Regions from separate parts of the Mus musculus genome. Here region 2 is linked to region 1. Evidence: chromatin contacts called from public HiChIP or PLAC-seq data. All regions are on one chromosome and are shown on one strand. The core of a region is the stretch at or near the end of the contact, and the rest is flanking DNA. Distances in the headings are between cores, read along the strand shown. Region 1 holds the start of Umps (uridine monophosphate synthetase). Region 2 overlaps Itgb5 (integrin beta 5).

Evidence for each region. HiChIP or PLAC-seq counts read pairs in DNA pulled down with a chosen protein or histone mark.
Region 2: a contact with region 1 is called in an H3K4me3 HiChIP or PLAC-seq map of bone marrow-derived macrophages, with 2.0 times the contacts expected there. The contact joins the enhancer-like site here to the promoter of Umps in region 1. A contact is called at or near these places in 1 of 39 promoter capture datasets (macrophages), 16 of 484 Hi-C or Micro-C datasets (the C2C12 cell line, the G1E-ER4 cell line, the HL-1 cell line and 10 more), 8 of 115 datasets of contacts at active chromatin or transcription factors (the HPC-7 cell line, the SCID.adh cell line, bone marrow-derived dendritic cells and 5 more) and 4 of 9 other capture datasets (adipose tissue, bone marrow-derived macrophages, liver and 1 more).

The regions. Positions count from the first base shown.
Region 1 is chr16:33,963,321-33,969,579 of GRCm38.p6, reverse strand. It overlaps Umps (uridine monophosphate synthetase), which reads left to right and starts at 2,542. Exons shown (of 6, transcript NM_009471.3): 1 at 2,542-2,754; 2 at 5,655-5,808. The coding sequence starts at 2,599. Kalrn (kalirin, RhoGEF kinase) reads left to right here. Exons shown (of 60, transcript NM_177357.3): 60 at 1-507.
Region 2 is chr16:33,899,786-33,906,044 of GRCm38.p6, reverse strand. Itgb5 (integrin beta 5) reads right to left here. Exons shown (of 15, transcript NM_001145884.1): 7 at 5,440-5,535; 8 at 3,162-3,251. Among named protein-coding and RNA genes, the nearest start is that of Umps, 64 kb to the left of the region's middle. Within about 2 kb of position 3,909, at least 14 of the 459 cell types and tissues checked have an H3K27ac peak or open chromatin away from gene starts, as enhancers often do. A contact at or near this core is called in bone marrow-derived macrophages, where this site is marked.

The DNA of each region.
Region 1 (6,259 bases), core at 1,293-3,792:
GTGGGCATCTCTGGCCAATCTGTAAAAGGCCTTATCAATAAGTGGACAGGTTTCCCCATAGGGACCATTACACATATACATATAAGTACATACTTCCATCAGGCTTGTGACAATTGTTTTAAAATCACTCCACAGTATTGGTAAATAGCTCTATATTTTCAAGGTGCAGAAGAATTCCACAGCCTTAATTATTTCAGTGTCTTGCTGGTCTGCCTTAATGTATCTTCTGGGGTTTTTGGGTTTTGGTTGTCTTATTATTTTAACTTTTTCTGCAGCTGTTCATTTTGTATGCACATGATGTTGTTTTGTAAAGGTAGGTTGTAAATATTTTATTTGTAAGTCTGACTCACTCACTCACTCACTCACTCACTCACTCCTGTGTAATGTTGTAAAGTGCCGACCTGCTGTCTTGTTCTTATTGCAGTAAACGTTATAAGTTGTGGATGAAACTTCAAAATGTACATTTCACATGTTATGCATTCCTATAAATATAATATACTGAAGGTACTTCTTTAGTCCTGTTCCCCTTTAAAATGTTATAACATTTGTGTGTGTGTGTGTGTATGTATGTGTGTATATGTGTGTGAACGTGTGTGTATGTGTGTATGTACGTATGTGTATGTGTGTATGTATGTGTATGTATGTATGTGTGTGTGTATGTGTGTGTATGTATGTGTGTATATGTATGTATGTGTGTCTGTGTGTGTATGTGTGTATGTATGTATGTGTGCGTCTGTGTGTGTATGTATGTATGTATGTGTGTCTGTGTGTGTATGTATGTATGTGTGTATATGTATGTATGTGTGTATGAATGTGTGTATGTGTGTGTGTGGGTCTGCAGAATCTGGTTCTCTCTTTTCACCATGTGGGTCCAATAGACTGAATTCAGGTCGCCAGGCTTAGTGGCAAGTCTCTCCTTCACCCACTGAGCTACCTCTTACTGGCAGTTGTCTTTTTTTCTAACTAAAACTTCTGCTTTTTCTCCCAGTGGGGACACTGAGGTAATATGGTTGTCCTCTCTTTCCCCTCAAATATTTGAAAGCCTGGCAAGCTTTAAAAAAAAAATCCCATCAGTGGCCCAGCAAGATGGCTCATCAGATAACAGCGCTTGTCACCAGGCCTGAGGATTTGAGTGTGACCCACAGGCCTGCAGAGTGAATGCAGAGCTTCAGCTTCAGCTCCAGCTGGATCGCACAGGTTTATGCATACAGGTTGGTAGGAGGCTTGATCAGGCTTCCAGTGTCTGCAGGTGATGCACAGCTGGGAATGAGGCTGATCTATTGAGCATTCTGTCAATTAACAGCACACAGAGATGAACGTAGTTGTTGACCTAGCAAGAAGAACAAAGCATTTTAACATCTGAATTCTTATTTAATCAAGGCCTTACTGAAGTTGCTGGTAATGAGAAACAACTGTCAAGACAACAAATTTTACCTGTCATGGTGGTGAACACTTTTAATTCAAGCACCCAGGAGGCAGAGGCAGATGGATCTCTGTGAGTTCGAGGGCAATCTGAGCCTTCACTACATTGTGAAGTCTACATCAGGCTGGGTAACATAAGGAAGCCCTGTTTCAAACCCAAAACAAACGCTGGGATCTATGGGGGTTTCCACGCTGGGAGCTCAACACGATCTCTTTAGAGAAAACAAAGAGACAAAATGAAATCTCAGTCTGTTTGATAAGTGGCATTTCCTTAAAATAGGAAAATACAGTCAATCCCAGCACTTGAGAGGCAGGTGGATCTCTGAGTTCGAGGCCAGCCTGGTCTACAGAGTGAGTTCCAGGACAGCCAAGGCTATACAGAGAAACCCTGTCTCAAAAAAAAAAAAAAAAAAAAAAAAAAAGAAAAAAAGAAAAAAACAAACAAACAAACAAAAAGGAAAATACAGTCTTAGGGGATTATCATTATTATTAACACAGGCTCACTAGATACCTAGGTCAGCCTTGAACTTGGAATCCTCCCATTTCAGGTTCTTACATAGCTAGGACTACAGGAGTTCACTTAACCAGCTAAGGGTTTTGTAAACCAAATATGCTTGAGTTTTCAAACTGCCCAACATTCCCCTTCCAGTTAGCCAATAGATACTGTCAGTTGATCCTCCCTAACTGGCCCCACCCTTCTTCATCTGGTACACTTCAAGTGGTCTAAAGGAAGTTTGTCAGCCCCTGAGTGCACGGTGACCTGCTTCAGATTTCTATGTGCAAATTACTATGAAACTCTCCCACGCCAACTGCTGTAAAATTAATACAAGAAGGTAGCCACAGGCTCTGTCTTAGAGGATTTTTATTTTATGGAAAGAAACCCTGAGAGATTAGGGAAGTGGCTGTTAACAGTGACTGGATCAGATAAAGAAGCGCTCAGCTATAAACAAAACAAACAAAATAAAAAATGAACGAAGCCTACAGATCCCTCCGGGGGAAATCAGGCTTCGATCTAGCTTTCAGGTTTGAAAACCCACCTCCCCAACCAGGAAGCATCTAGAACACTCAATGAAGCCCGCGGCCCGGGCCGGAAAGGGGGGCGGAAGAGGCGGGACTTCTGGGTGACGTCACGGGCCCCAAGCCCCTCGGCTTCCAGAGCGAACTGAGCGCGCGAGAATGGAGGTCGCCAGCCAAGCCCTGGGCCCCTTGGTCACCGAGCTGTATGACGTGCAGGCTTTCAAGTTCGGGAGCTTCGTCCTGAAGAGCGGGCTCTCCTCCCCAGTCTACATCGACCTGCGGGGCATCGTGTCACGCCCGCGTCTTCTCAGTCAGGTACCAGCCCCGAGGGACGGGATGGCTCCGGGTGGCGGGAAAAGAGAGCAGGAGATGGCGGGGGTGGCCGAAATTGGGGACAAGGGAGAGCCACAGACCAGGCAGGCAAGCCCTCCCGACTGCTGGTCTGGAGAGTGTGGAGGAGCTTGGGGACCGGGAGCCTTCAGCTTCTTTGAGACCTTGTTTCTGGACCGATCGGTGTAGACACGTGTTTTGCGAGAGTCCGGGTGTCCTGTTGGGCTCTGGCCGGCGGAGAAGTCCTTGAGTGAGTTCTGTGTACCTAACCCCCAGAAAGTGACAATTAGGGAGGAAAGGAAAAGGCGGGAGGGTGGAGAAATTAGTAGCGGATCAAACGACTCGATTTAATAGTGCATGGCCAGTAGCAAGAAGTGAAAGCCATATGGTGGATACCAGAAAGGCAGAATTTTTTGGTTGGCAAGGGTAAAGTGTGCACTTAGAGGTTTCTAGCCTGTTGTTTCTCAAACCTCGTGTCGGTTGTCTGTGAGTCACCGCCAAGTCGGCCTTGAGGCAGTGCTTTCTAGAATAACAAGCCTCCAGCCGAACTGCATGCAGATGGCATTTAGAATAAAAGGTTAGAAATGGCAGGAAGTGTTGCTAGGGACTCTGTGTGGATTATAGATCATTGTGAAGTTTGTATTAGCGTTTATAGTGGGTGTGGGTGTGTGTCCAGGTGTGCACGTGCCGTGGTACACTTTCGAAGATCAGAGTGTGTTCTCGCCCTCCCTCTCTGTCTTGAGGGTTAAACGGATTGAACTCAGGTGGTCAGGCTGGGCAGAAAAACCTTTACCAGAGGAGCCAGTGTGCCTGCCAGAATTGTTAATAAATAAAGCACTGGGGTTGGAGTCAAAAGTTAAAGGTCCCACTTCATAGTGCTGCTCAAGGCCAGCCTGGGCTACATGAGAATTTGTCCCAAGACCAAACATACTAATGGAATAGTTAAAAGTTACTAGTGGCTACTTTGTTGCCTAGTGTAACTGTAGAATATTTCCATTATTTGCAGAGGTCTATCAAGACATAATATGTATGTAGCCAGGTATGGTGGTGCACATCTATAATTCCTGCATTCAGGAAGCTGAGGCAGGAGAATTGTGAGTTTGAGGTCAGCCTGGGTTGCACAGGGAGACCCTGTTTTTAAAAACCAACCCCTCTGCCCTCAATGTACTGTTCCTATCACATACTTAAGGTTTGTTTCTTGGGTACCCATTTTGCCTAAATTGTTGTGAGTAGATTGAAACCCTGATTGACGTGGTTTGAATTATTGGCTTTTCACCATCCAGAATCTTACTATGATTAGGAACCGTATTACCAAGAACTATCTAATTAAAATTTTAAAGAGGTTTATGTAAATAGGTGTTCTCAAGATATATAGCACCGCCCAAAAACCCAATAGATAATATGCTTCTAACTTCGTAGCAATAAGTGATAATTGACTGGTTGTGTACACACATAAACAATTGAAGGGAAACGATAGTATTTATTTCCCTAAAAAACAAATTCCCCCAAATCATTTCTTATACTCTTATGATTTGTGGGTTTATGTTGTAGGTATATGCTCATGTCAGTGATAATCCAAAAGAGTGTCTAGCAGACTTAATCATGAAATGTATTTAACTTGGTAATCTTAAGTTTCAGTTGCTATACATCTTGGTTTAGGTGCATGTAAAGCATGACAGATCAGTAAAAGCCTGCAGGAAGAAGTATGTATTGTACTGTAATTCTGTGCACATAGTGGAGTGATAATAGTAATTTGAGAAAACCAATGTTTCAGTTTTCATAGTCTTATCTAGCAGTGTGTGTGTGTGTGTGTGTGTGTGTGTGTGTGTGTGTGTGTGTGTGTTACTGAGGCTTGGGTCCCGGGCTGTAAGTATACCAGGCCAAGTGCTCTATCACTTAGCCCTAGTACCTACCTTCCCACATTCATTACAGATAGTGTTATAACAGTTCTGAGTATGTCCATGATTTTAGTATTAGAAATTACACACTTTGTAACTTAAAAATAGTCACAAGCTTTTCCAACTCCAGAAGGGTGGCATGAGTAGAGCATGCCCATGCCTACAATCCCAGCGCCTGGGTGGCTGATGAGGCAGGAACAGCCACATGAGTTGACCAGTTTTGACCCTTCAGAACCTCAAAAGTAGATGACTGGAGCGATGGCTCAACAGCCAAGAGCACTGACTGCTCTTCCAGAAGTCCTGAGTTCAATTCCCAGCAACCACATGGTAGCTCACAACCATCTGTAATGGGACTCGATGCCCTCTTCTGGTGTGTTGCAAGACAGTGACAGTCTGTAAATGAGCTACAATGTACCATATACATAAAATAAATCTTTAAAAAAAAAAAAAGCTCTCATTCTTAAGTGGTAGATGTACAAGAAATAAAGTTTTGTTGTTGTTGGTTGTTTTTTTGTTTTGTTTTGTTTTGTTTTTTGTTTGTTTGTTTTTTCGAGACAGGGTTTCTCTGTGTAGCCCTGACTGTCTTGGAACTCACTCTGTAGACCAGGCTGGCCTCGAACTCAAAAATCCGCCTGCCTCTGCCTCCCAAGTGCTGAGATTAAAGGTGTCTGTCACCACTGCCCAGCGTAAAATTTTATTTTAAAGGTAGTGTTAGATGAGAGTATGCATTCTAACATTAAAATATGCTTGATTTGGCCTGGTGGAAGTGGTCCATGCCTTTAGTCGCAGTGCTTAGGAGGCATAGATACTCATGGTAAATTGTTATGAATAATCCATTTATATCTTAGGCTTAAATTTTTATTTTAAATTTTTAAATTTAAAAAATCTCCTGGGGTCACGTCTTTCCAATTCTGTTGTGCTGTGGCATGATTCATATGTCATTTGAAGTAGTAATAATGGAAAGTATGTGTGTTCCTTTTTTTACAGGTCGCAGACATTTTATTCCAGACTGCAAAAAATGCGGGGATCAGTTTTGACAGTGTGTGTGGAGTTCCTTATACAGCGTTACCACTGGCGACAGTTATCTGCTCAGCCAATCACATTCCCATGCTCATTAGGAGGAAGGAAACAAAGGATTATGGTAAAATAAAAATATCCTAAGCCTCAGGTTAATATGTAACCTGCTAGGATTTTGTTCTCTATCAGGCCCTGGTGTTTACCAGAGCTGTTGCACGCTCTCCAGAGGCCTGGTCAGCTGTCGAGTTGCTGACTCTTGCTGCAGGAGACCTTCCCGTACAGTCTGGCTCTGAAATGCTTTCTGTTGACTGGGCAGTAGAAGCAAAGTGCTTGGTGAACCCCAACCTTTGTATTGGCCCTTTCTTCATCAGTAGAATGTTCTAGGAGCACATACTTGTAGGTATCTTTCCATTCAAATGCATGCAGTCATGAAGAGTAAGGTCCTCTAATGAAACTACAGACACCTTGGGCACACATCTTTTGTTGGGGTCCACGTCAGGTGTGTTTGCTTAAGAACCTGAAAATCAATCTAAAGATATGAGGACTGAGTTGTTACTTAATAATATTAGAGAATT
Region 2 (6,259 bases), core at 2,660-5,159, 65 kb after region 1:
CCAAAGGAACGGACACACACATTCACATTTAGACACCCATACACAAATGGGGGAAATGCATACACACACATGCACATATACCAGTATATATGAAGATGTATGGAAAGGAGGTGAGGAAGATGGCTCAGTGGTTAAGAGCACTAGCTGCTCTCCTATAGTGTCAGGTCCAAAGATGCTCGGGACAAATAACTATCTGCGGTGCCTACTAGCACACCGAATATGCTGATTTGGCATCAGAAGCTGGCTTCCAGGCTTTCTTGGGTATCACAAACACTTGTCTGTGGGTCTTCTCAGTTCTTCTCACCCACCCCCTACCCTAAAGTTCTCCAGCTTCTCGTGCTCACAGAGCCCTGACATTTCAGCCATGTGCTCTCTTTTGGCTTCTCTCTTATCTTCCTCTCTTGACCTCATCTCCCCACCCACCCATCTCCCGGTCCCTCAAAGTCCCTAGTCCAGTCTGCTGGCCTCTGTTCAGTTCACTCCTTCCTCTCCCTGCTCTGGACTCCTCCAGATGCCTCTGGTTGTGCTCCCCCTCCTTGCCTTGGAGTAGCCACCTCATCAGCTTATATATATGATGCTGAAATCCTCAGTTTATACACAGAGGACCTGGGTTTGGTTCCCAGCACCCATATAGCACTTCACAACCATCTCCAATTCCAGCTCTAGGAGATCTGATGCCCTCTCCTATTCTCCAAGGGTACCAGACAAACACATGGTGCACTGACATACAAGTGGGCACACACACACACACACACACACACACACGACAAATTAAAATTTAAAAGTCTTTAAAATAAGAAAAGCTCGGCCTAGAGAGATGGTTCAATGGTTAAGAGCACTGACTGCTCTTCCAGAGGTCCCGAGTTCAATTCCTAGCAACCACATGGTGGCTCACAACCATCTGCAATGGGATCTGATGCCCTCTTCTGGTGTGTCTGAAGAGAGCCACAGTGTACTCACATACATGGAATAAACAAATAAAAAAAGAAAGAAAAGAAAAGGAGAGAAAAGGCACTCTATGCTTTACGTGGGCCATAGACCCCTCACTGGTGTTCTGGCTAGCTGGTTCTCTCTTGCTCACCACAGAGCGCCTGGGACCAGAATCTCCTCTACTGTTTCAGATGGCAGGAAGGAATTATGAAGAGTTAGCTCAGACCTCAGTTATGGAACCAAAAGCCGAGCCCAAATGCTCGTAGCTGAGGCAGGCTTCCAGAGCTCATGCTGATCCCATCCCCACGGGCCTCTTTCCTCAGAATCCACTGACTTTGGGAAAGTACGAATCACCCTCACAGCTCTAAGGGTCCCCCTCCCTTGAAACACCACATGCAGAATTCTGCAGCAGAGCTGGGCTTGCTCCAGTGTCCTGCTGCCATGTATCATACAATGCTGGCCACAATTAGCCCCTTAAGATGTATTTGTTGACAGAAAAGAATGAAGTGCAAGACACATCAGAGGTTCAAAGGCACAAGAACTGGTTCTTATGCACGGGGACACTCACGTGCAACTCATGAGCTTACTCAATTGCGACCAGCTCTGCCCCTGAAGATAGTTTCTTAACTCCCATCCTAGACAAAGTCGGCCATGTCAAGAATGCCAGCCCCTCTAAGTGCTATTCTATTACAGACCCTGTGTCACGTTAGGTCACATCTGCAATTGCTTTCTGTCGGCCCAGCTGAGGGGGGAGGGGAGCGGTTGGAGCAGACTTTATGGCAACAATCAAAAGAGAAACATGTGCTGTGCTAGAGCAGAACCCACCACGGGCTCTGATGTCACCCTCTGCTGCTACTCTAGTGGTCTGCAGCCCATCCTGCCAGCTCCCACTTTAAAGAGAGGCCCCTGGGCTTTTCGTCTCAAGTATCTCTCTTCATAAGCATGGATCGATGTTTCCGTACCCAGACTCAGGGCTCAGCCCTGGAAGACAGTCTTCCCTCTGCGGTACTCTGCGAGAAGCTCCATGCTGCCAAACACCCTTGGGCAGAGAGTGAGTTTGGCACAGCTAGAAAAGTATATAAATCTAAAAGCTGACAGTTCTGCACTGTGAAAGACACATACGAATCAGACAGAGCCAAAGACCACAACCACTTCATCTGTAGCATATGCTCTGACCAGCATCTTCCAGTGTCCCCACAGATCCACTGCTAGCTAGCATCCAGGAGGAGCAAAGTCAATACCCACATGTAGTCATGGTTGTGTGACTCATGAAACCCACCACAAATCAGGGCAATGATAAAAATGTCAACCAGCACTGGCAAGCGCAGCCCATGTGCTCTGGTGCCTGTGGAGGCTAAGAAGAGAGTGCTGGATCCCCTGGAACTGGGAGCTATAGAGGGTTGTAAGCCCCCATGTGGATGCTGGGAACCAAGCTACAGCAGCCTGCCTGTGTGTATGGCTTAGAAGTATTCTTTGTGTGGCATTTTCCCTGATCCTGGGGAACAAGGAGAAGAGTCGGATACCCACTTAGAAGTTGGGGTTGGCAGAAATGATCTATTTAGGCTGCATTAGAAATTGGAGTAAATCTAGGTTCCCTGAGCAACTGCCGGGCCCTACTATTGTTGCTGGAACCTCTAAATTAAACTGGGAAAGCATGTTGTATAGCTCAGGGGTCTGCAGGGTCTGGAGCTGGCTGAGCTTGGAGATGTTGAGAGGTAGCTACTCCAGAAGATGTCCTCCCCCCACCTCACAGAGCTCAGATGAGGCCACTCCTTAGCTCTGTCTTCTCCAGAAGCCTTGAACTCACAGAGCTCTCTACCTGTCTCGTCTACACAGTGAGTTCCAGGACAGCCAGGGTTAGAGAGAGCCTGTCTCAAGGGTTCCGGGTGGAGGGAGGAACCCAGATAGAAATGAAGGTACAGTGTAGAGGAAGAGAAGAAGAGAAAATTTCTGGCTTTATCAGGAATTCACAGGAGAAATGAAGTAAGCTCTGATTTGTAAAGAGCCCAAACTGCAACAGTTCATGAAAGGGGGTGAGAGGCAACTAGCCAGGAATTCTCCCTGATGCCCAACTCCGAGTCTATAGGACACAGAGACATGGAGAAACTGAGTAAGGGACATTGGCCACACCTCAAACACTAGGAGCCCCCCTCTATCAGCTCCAGGCCTCAGGGTTTCAGGAGGGGACGGGATGGAGGTGGGGAGTCGGGGGGTCAGAGCCAATGACTTACACTGTACGCATTGATAATCAGTTGAATAATATTTTTGGAATCTCCATGCAAAATCTCCACAGTGGTTCCAGGTATCAGGGCTGTAAAATTCTTGAAAAACACAAAACAACAACAACAAAAAAAGTAAGATCATTTTGCCTTCTGTGAAGGTTAATTTTATGTCAACTTGACACAGGCTAGAGTCACCTCAATTGAGAAAATGCCTCCATAAGATTGGACTGTAGGCAGCCTGTAGAGCATTTTCGTAATTAGTGATTGATGGAGAGGAACCAGCCCACTGTGGGCAGGGCCATCCCTGGCTAATAGTTCTGGGTTCCATAGGAAAGCAGGCTGAGCTAACCATGAGGAACAAGCATCCCTCCATGGCCTCCGCATCACCTCCTGCCTCAAGGTTCCTGCTCTGTTTGAGCTCCCATCCTGACTTCCTTTAGTGATGAACCATGATGTGGAAGTATAAGTCAAATAAGCCCTTTCTTCCCCACATTGCTTTTGGTCATGGAGTTTCATCTCAGCAATAGTTACCCTCTCACTAAGACACTTTCCATTCTGTCAGAATCAAAAGTGTACTGTGGACAAGAGTGAACAAGGGCCAGTACCACGCTCTGCCACTCTCCCAGACCACATGCTGGATGGAGAGAGTGCTATGGGAGAGGCAAGAAAATTTGGTGTGAGAAGCACACTCAGGGAGCTATGGAAGGAAGTGCAGGGCTGACAGCAAATGACCAGTCACCCTCTAAGGTCATGACCCTCTCACCATCACTCCTGGTAATTGTAGGCTCATTTCGGGTTGACTCTGCATGTTCTACAGGAGCACAAAGGCCTGCTTCCCCAAGCGTAGGAAGACAGCCTATCTTCCCAGTAGGGAGTTAACAGACGGGTGTCATTCTAAAGACCTTTTGATACCTGTATGTAAGGCCAGGGGACAAAGCCCTTTGCCCTAGCACAGCTCCTGAGTGTGGCTCTGAGAACAGGACAGGGTCCCTGTCACCCTCAAGCTATATAGGTCTCCCCATTCTGAGGAAGGAGGCTGAAGCCCAAGAGGAAACAAAGCCCGACACAGCTTCTGCACTTAGTCCTTCTAAGAATGTGGTTTGTAACGGTCGAGCTTTAACCAATGATTAAACTAAGCGTCTTTTCATTCTATCAATCTAAAATAGACTCAGGCTCAGAGAGGCTCCATGACTCAGGAAGACACTGTGACATTTTCGTAACCTCTCATAAAGCAGGGGCCTTGGAGACACGATCGAACAGAAGTTCTTTGGAGGATAATTAAGGGATTCCTGACAGCATCCCCTATATGGTCACAGCATCCAGGGTGAGCCGGGTTTATGCTTAGCTCACACAGTCAGAGAGGTTGAGTGAATGTCTGTGTGTGCCCATGTGCGAGCATCACAGAAAGGCCAGAGAGTAGGTCCTCCTACTATTACTCTCTAGGGAGCTTGCGAGTACCACTGTCATTGCCACAATGGTGGCCCAGGTGGCAACCTGGGAAAAGACTTGTTGGATGCAACAAGCCCATCGCTCTCTTCTCTCAGTCACTGACTGATTTCTGGAAGACCTACTGTGCTGGGCCACCCCTTACCTCCCACCCTCCGCAGGAAGGCAGACTGAGTTAGTAGTAGTAGCCAACAACAGCTGCCCAGTTCTCTTTGTACAGAATTATTTCATGTATTCCTTCTCAACTGGAATAGGCCCCTGTGTCTCTATCCATCTTCTGAAAATGACGATTCATAATATTTTTGAGATGTTTCTCTGAATTAAGTTAAATAACATAGTTTAAAACTCCCAGTGAGGGCTGGGGAGATGGCTCAGGGGGTAAGAGCACCCGACTACTCTTCCAAAGGTCCGAAGTTCAAATCCCAGCAACCACATGGTGGCTCACAACCACCTGTAACAGAGATCTGATGCCCTCTTCTGGTGCGTCTGAAGACAGCTACAGTGTACTTACATATAATAAATAAATAAATAAATCTTTAAAAAAAAAAAAAAAAAAACTCCCAGTGAAGATGCTCATGACCACATGAACACTCAAGGGTTTCCTTATTACTTCTAAGCACAGCTCCATTGACCCTGCCCACCCCCACTCTAATCTCTAACTGGCTTTAGGTCAAAATGAGTCACGGATCAGACCACCCCCCACCCCGATACACACACACACATACACACACACACACACACTCACACTCGCACACACACACTCACACATACTCTCGCACACACACACATACACACACACACTCACTCACACATACACACACACACACACACACACGAGTACCTTGTAGAGCATATAGTGGTTCTTCGTCACAGCAAAAATGAGGTTGATATTGTTCTCTGCCAGCTTCTCCCCAAGCAAGGCAAGCGATGGATAGTCCTAAGTCGAAGGCAAATGTCAAGAGTGTAACCATCCCAACCAGCTGCAACACTGACATGTGATCTGCAGACATGCAGACCCTGGAAAAAAGCATCTTTCTCCTGGGTACCCGTCAACCAAGGGCCTAATAACCAAGTCCATCAGCAGCCCCTCATCTAAGAGGCTATAGGAAAGGACATTCGTTAGAAAGGCCCCTCTAGCATCACTAGGTGTGATCTGGACCCCTCCTCGTTCTTTCTGGAGGGATAGGAATAGTTGTGGCACCAGGAAGAACAGTCTCACCGTCTACCATCTGCCACCAACACCTATTAGCTTGTATCCTTACCCTACAGCTGTCCCTTGCCCTGTATTCTTTTTCCTGTGCCCAACAGTCAGGTAACCGATGTCTGCGGGTCCCGCTCATGGCTCATAACAAGCAAAGGAGGGCACTGCTCTCTGGAATCAGGCTGTGATGGGGGAAGGAGGTAGCCGACCAATTGAGGAGAAAGGAAAGACTGGAGGCAATTTAACCCTGGTTGGTATAGGGTGAGGTCCTACAGTTAGAAGCCTTTTCAAGACTCCATCACTCCTGGATAATCTAGAAAGCTTAGACGATCACCTCCTGGAGCTGGAGAAAATGGGCTTGTCCTGCAAAGAAAACTGGCAAGAACTCCTCTCTAGCCAGATGTTAAAATAGATTTGGGGAAGAAGAAGGGATACATTTCTTTAAAAGTCTCCATAATTA